Regions from separate parts of the Mus musculus genome. Here region 2 is linked to region 1. The links are chromatin contacts, called in public promoter capture Hi-C maps. All regions are on one chromosome and are shown on one strand. The core of a region is the stretch at or near the end of the contact, and the rest is flanking DNA. Distances in the headings are between cores, read along the strand shown.

What was found. Promoter capture Hi-C pulls out the DNA fragments that hold promoters and counts their contacts.
Region 2: a contact with region 1 is called in a promoter capture Hi-C map of pre-B cells, with 4 times the contacts expected there. The contact joins two enhancer-like sites. A contact is called at or near these places in 2 of 39 promoter capture datasets (liver and pre-B cells).

What each region holds. Positions count from the first base shown.
Region 1 is chr10:96,620,328-96,623,569 of GRCm38.p6, reverse strand. It overlaps Btg1 (BTG anti-proliferation factor 1), which reads right to left. Exons shown (of 2, transcript NM_007569.2): 2 at 757-3,242. Among named protein-coding and RNA genes, the nearest start is that of Btg1, 4.9 kb to the right of the region's middle. Within about 2 kb of position 1,834, at least 108 of the 459 cell types and tissues checked have an H3K27ac peak or open chromatin away from gene starts, as enhancers often do. A contact at or near this core is called in pre-B cells, where this site is marked.
Region 2 is chr10:99,392,038-99,395,350 of GRCm38.p6, reverse strand. No RefSeq gene overlaps it. Among named protein-coding and RNA genes, the nearest start is that of Gm34983, 66 kb to the left of the region's middle. Within about 2 kb of position 1,605, at least 83 of the 459 cell types and tissues checked have an H3K27ac peak or open chromatin away from gene starts, as enhancers often do. A contact at or near this core is called in pre-B cells, where this site is marked.

The DNA.
Region 1 (3,242 bases), core at 585-3,084:
ATATTGTCAAAATGGCATGCTATGAGATGACCATCTAAAGGCTCACTAAAGACCAATGTAGCCATGGTGTCTTCTGTCAGCGTTAATCTGAGGTAGTGTCTCCAAATACAGGAATCCAGCTAACTCAAGTTAACTTCCTGCCCAGTGGTCATTCTGATGTTGTAGGTCTGGTCTAGGATTAGTCATCCTTGTCCTACCAAGAACAGGGTCACAAATGGCCTTCACTATCTAAGGGAGGAAGAAAAGAGGATACCACTGTTTCTTAATGAAGCTTTTAAAAAGCATCATTTCAAAATCCCCAAGAACAAAAGGTGTATGATCTGTTTGCTTTCTGAAATGCCCTTAAGCTTAGCCTTCTGTATGTTCCTTGTCTACACATCCCTCAAGGTTAGTTTCTATATAAAGGCTCAATAACCTACCACTTGGACCTACATGTTTAAACAGTTTGTCCAACTCTGTCAAGACTCATGTGCACTCCTCAAGACTCATGTCTGACCCCAGCAAGTGAGCCCTCACTAACCCTTTAATGTGTTAAGTTCCCCCAGTTTCTAGTTCCTTCTGTTTGACTCTCAGACGATTCAAATAACTTCTTTGCCATCAGTATTCCCTGGGGGTACGCAAATCCCCAAAGGAGCTCTGTGTCGTCAGTACTATAGTACGTAGCAGGAAGGCTCATAGGTATCAGAAATTGAAGCTTGGAATATTCCTTAAGAGTATCTACCAATGGAGGCATTCAAAGAAGAAAAAGGAATACAATTTTATGATGGGTGTCTTTTTTTTTTTTTAATTCCTGTTTGACAACCTAAGCAATGAAGTTATTCATAAATCCGACTGATTTAAAGCTGCAATCAGAACACTAGTGTTAATATTCCACAAATGGTTTTAAAAACATGTTATCAAACCTCACTGCTAACAGGAGGTTTACCCTGGAGCAGCTCAAAATCAAGACACAACACCTTAGCAATGCTGCTTTTTAACTTAAGCATAAACTAAACCACCAGAAACTACCAACAATACACATTTCTCTGGATTACCCAAGTCTGCAATCCTGGCAGGAAGCCTGTGTCGCAGCTCAGTCCAATTTGTAACACAGGGCATTTTACCCTAAAAGATGTTTTGACTCAGCTACGGTCCTGACACAAAAAATGAACTGGGCAGACTGACAGGGTCCACCTGTAAAAGTTTGACTGCAAAGACAGCGTCATCTGGGCTCTGCGTGCTCCCCGTAGGTAAACAAAATCTTTGCAGTTTCAGGTGATGATGCTTTCTAAAGCTGCTGGCAAACTCCGAGAAGCTTATCGAAAGCACCACAACCTGAAATCGGAAAAAGACGGGGCAAGTTTCTTTAAACTTTCACATGCAAAATGCAGCCCGCTAAATTTATAAAGACGAAGAAGTCTCAAAAATCATTAATATATGACCAGGGAAGAGTCCTAAGGTGGGGGGAGACCCAGAAACCTTTAATCACTAAACATGGACACCAGGACCCCTCCCTCCCTTCCTTGGAATGTGAAGCTCAAACCCCGTTAATATTTACAGCAAAATTACTAGTCAGGTGTGGTGGTGCACGCCTTTAATTCCAGTATTTGGGAGGCAGAGACAGGTAAATCTCTGCGTTCCAGGGTATCATGGTGTACATACTGAGCTCCGAGCCAGTCAAGGATACACAGTGAGACCCTTTTTCAAAAAACAAACAAAAAACCCAAAAATTACTTGTCAAAGTGTGAGTTATGGCGACAAAGAAACCTCATAAACAATCATAACAGAAAGCCACTTCCGGCAGAAAGGCCTGCAATTCCAGAACTATCTCAAAGGTAAGGATGACATAAGGGATAGTCACATCCTGTATTGAATGGGGTAATTTTCCTACAGTCCACATCAAGCCAGGCTTCATGGTGCTAAGTGTAATCTCAGTCAGACAGGAGGATCAGGAATTCTGGTCTTCCTTAGCTATATGGCAAGTTCAAGGCTAGCCCAGAGCCTCAAGACCTCTGGTCTCAAAACAAAACATTAGCATGTCAAGGCTTGTTTTAGGATCACAAAGCAAGACCCAACTTGTAAAAATAAGTCCTCAAACTTACTGTTAATTATGAATTCCTAATTTTAGCAGTCATCTTTTATAAATTATTTTTTTTCTTTAATTTGGGCAGTGTAAACCCTTTTAAATTACACCTCTCGAAATAAAAAAAAAAAAAAAAAAAAACAAAAAACAAAAAAACAAAAAACTGGTAGTAAATGACACAGCAGCAGACACTCAGTTTTTTTGTTTTGTTAAAATAGCTAAACCAAACATTAGCCAGAAGCAGTTGGCACGAACTACTCAAGTAGCTATGCTGTGCTGCACACACAGGCTCGGCTCAGTGGTCTGGGGAATGGAGGTGAGAGTCACAGGAAACAGCTGGATGCTAGGTCTGAGATACTTGCAGGCTTCACAGGCCGGATGTCACCTGAACTCTAAAACTGCAGTTTGAATAGGCGCTTCTTTTGTTCAAGCAGCAACAAAAAGTCTTGACAGCAAAGTCAAAGACACTTCTCTATTTCATTTATGATGATGACATCTTAGGTACTCAGGATAGACCTGAACAGTGTGGAAGAGTCCAGTGTTCAAAGCCAGTCAGGCAGCTTCCAAGGAGTTCCCAAATGATACACAAATTGGCCAGCAGGAGAGTGAGACCTGCTTTAAACCAGCCTGGGATATAATGCTCAAACTCAAATTTGAAATGAGGGACCTTTTAGAGAAAGGGCTAGATGAAATATGTCATTTAAAAAAAATGTCACAATGAGACCCATTATTGTGTAGAAAGAAGAAGAATCTGAGCTCCTGGTCTGGAGCTGTGCCATATTATCCGAGACGCCTGCATTCTGGGGGCTAAAGCAGGAAGATCTAGAGTGGGGGGGCCAGCCTGAGCTACATATAGAACAAGAGACCATCTCAGAAAGCAAAATAAGGGAAACAAAATCCAAACTCTTCCAAATAGCCTACTGACAAAAATATATGAATTCCATTCGTACTCTTAAATACATGGCATGTTTAGGGTTTAGTGATGTGTTTCTGGATCGTTAATAAAAGTATCAGGGAAACTTATTACAAATTAAAAAACAAAACAAAACAAAACCAAAAAACCTCCAATTTGTTTGGAAATACTACTGACTTAGAACAATTACTGACTTAAAGTCATTTAAATTGCCTCAATTCCCAGTGTTCACATGTTTTCACATGCTGCCCCTCCCCCAATCCAGTT
Region 2 (3,313 bases), core at 356-2,855, 2.8 Mb before region 1:
TACAGTAATCATCAGTCTATAAAACAAGATGAAATCAAATAAATTAGGCTCAGCTACATTTTACAGCACTGTCTGCCTCGCTGGCCTGAACACTCTGGTTTCAAGTGGTCTTTTTGAGAAAGTAATTATCTGTGACAATATTAGCTTTCAGTTGCATTCCATGAACACTCAAGTTTCTCAGCCCCTTAACTCAACCTTTCAGACAACAGGTTCGCCATCAACAACCCCAGCACTTGTTCACCAAAATAAAATGATAAACAAGGAAACACAATCATATAGCTAGCTCTGTTTGTAGGTTGGTACACTTTTGGAAAATTTATGCCCACAAAATAAAACTGAAAATGTTTGGCAACTGTCAGTCAAAGAGAGACCTGAAAGAACTCACGGTTCTGAGGTACTCGTTAATCCCCTACATGGTCAGTGACTGGAAGTTGAGCCTTGCATTCTGACACAAAAAGAGGCAGGTTGGGTTCTTCAGTCATGCTTAGGCCTCATTTTCAAATTCTCTACCATAACCCTTCCTCAGGTGGTTCATCTATGGCAGTGTTGCTTAGAAAGACAATTCAAAGTTGACAATATAAGATGGGCCAATGAAAGAGGTAGGAAGTTAGGCCCAGATCTTTCTGAGCCCAGAACTCACAAAACCAGTGTTTTGCTGCTGTCTTTCAAAGATGATTTGGGATGGATATTTATGAAAAAATCTCTAGGAACCACCTCAACTGTCACAATGCAGGGTGTAAATGACCATGGAGGGCTCAAATGTGATACCTGGTGACACACTTCCAACTAAGGCTCAGGAAAATTCACAGAGAAAAAAAGCCCAAAAGGTTGAAAGGGGAACAGAATTATTCCTGGTAATAAGGTAAATAAGAACTCTCCCTCTCCCCTCTCCCCTCTCCCTTCTCCCCTCTCCCCCTCCCCCTCTCTCCTCTCTTTCCCTTCTCCCTTCTCCCCTCTCCCCTCTCCCTTCTCTCCTCTCCCTCTCCCTCTCTTTCCCCTCTCCCTTCTCCCCTCTCCCCTTCCCCCTCTTCCTCCTCCTCCCTCTCCCTCCTCCTCCTCCCTCTCTCCTCCTCTCTCCCCTCTCCCCTTCCTCCTCCTCCTCTCTCGTCCTCTCCCCTCTCCCCCTCTCTCCCCATCTCCCCCCTCTCCCCTCTCCCTTTTGATACAAAGTCTTACTACATAGCCCAGGCTGGCCACAGACTTGCTGCATAGCCCAGGCTAGCCTGGAACTTGCATTATGTTCCTATCACCTACTGAATGCTGGGATTGCAGGTGTCCGGCTTCAGCCCCAGCCCCAGGCCCTTCCTGATCATTTGTGGAACCTGTGGTTCTTTTTCAGAAGAGAATTTCTACAGCCAAAGCTTAGTGTTTTACTGAAGATCACAGAACACACCTTAAAAACAAAAACAAAAATCCAACTAGTCTTGAGTCACTGAGCTCTCAATTTTCATTTTCAGATGTAAGCAGCAAGGCGCCCAGTGTTCCTGTCTGCCTCTGGCATGGACTTTTGTATCTGGAGAGTGGGAGCAGCTCCTGTTACAGTAATTCTCACGAACTCACATGTTTTAAATGAAGCCTGGCTGCGAAGGAAGTCAAGGGGAAATGGAGAACTGCCCGTGATTGCTCGTCCCCAGCTCTGCTCGGCTCGCTCCATTCCGCACACAGCTGGCCTGAACAGAAAGCACTCTCCTAAATTTAGCCTCAGATTCATTTGAAAGACTCTTTCATGTCTTATCACCATCTTGTTGGGTAGCTATGTGGGCTTTTAATTTCCTGTTCTAAAATTTTACACCATCCAAAAATTAAATCAAAATGTTTTTATGTTGCTTTAGGACTCTCTCTCTCTCTCTCTCTCTCTCTCTCTCTCTCTCTCTCTCTCTCTCTCTCTCTCATGAGGCTAGCATCTTGCATCCATTCACCAATGTGGCAAAACCAAGAAGGGAAATTAATCTAACCACTACTTATATTTAGCACCCCAAAGGGAGCTCTGTGTTTTCTACGATGACAGAAAAGGCTGTAGTCTCCAGCAAGCACTGTCTTCTGCTCGCACACTTCCTGATGAGAGGGGATTTTTCAAGGGATGGTCTGTCCTTTGAAGAGAAAGAGGATCCTTCTACCCTGGGAGGTGTTAACCTAAATATTTACATGTGGCAATAATTAACAGGGAAATAGTACACAACACTAACAAAGAACAGACTTGTGGCATACCGTCATAACATTGGAGAACCTTGTCTGATGTTGCGCTAAAAAAAAAAAAAGGTGAGTTCCCTCGTCACACTCAAAGCTGATCTTCATATGAGTGCTAGATGAGTCAGTGACTGGAAGGGCCCAAGGGAAGCTTATGCACAACATGACTTAAGCACAACATGCTTGCACACACTCACACATGCACATACACATGTCCAGTGATTGGTATTTAAGATAATGCTCTTTAACAGCTTATTCAATGTCTTTATGCTTCACTAAAGCCATGTTTTGATTTTTGAAATGATTCAGACTGTTAGTAACAACTCCGTTTCCTACAGAACTTGTTATATTTTGTTTTGGTTTTCTTTAATACTTATTTTTCTGTTTTATTATTTATGTGTATGTGCTGTGTTTGTGTGCAGGTTCCTACAAAGCCCAGCAGGGAGTGTCAGATTCCCCGGCGCTGGTGTTACAGGTGTTTGTGAGGAGCCTGATGTGGGTGCTGGGAATTGAACTTGGGTCCTCTGGAAGAGAGCAGTACATGCTTTAAACACTGAGCCACATCTCTAGCCCTTGTTTTGTTTTCTCTAGACAATGTCTTATAGTATGTAGCACTGGCTGTCCTGAAATTTATTGTGTAGACCAGGCTGGCCTCAAAGTCATAGAGACCTGCCTGCCTGTCTCTACAGTGCTAAGATTGACTCCATCTGCCTCTAAGGTACTTTTAAAAGTGGAACCTAAAACCTAAAAGCCTAAAATAGTTCCTTATTTGTTATAAAATCCAAACAGCTCTGAAAGGCAAAATCAAAAGCTACCCACCTGGCATGGCAATATTTTAATTACTTCCTCCAACATTCTACCACGTGAAAGTATCAGATGTCTGGCCGCTAACCTTTTGGCTACAGAAGGTTGTTATACCTCATAACGATGCCACCAAATATATGGTACGTGGACTATCTTAAGGTACAACCCAATATACAAATATACGTGTGCTTTGTTAACCCTTGTAAAAGCCAAGTACAGTCTAAATATCAAAAGACATGTAGTGCTTATAATAAGTTTTGGGTAAAGATATCATTAAATTTTATTTCTTTGAAGATGCATTAAAAGGGGTCACTGGTACAAT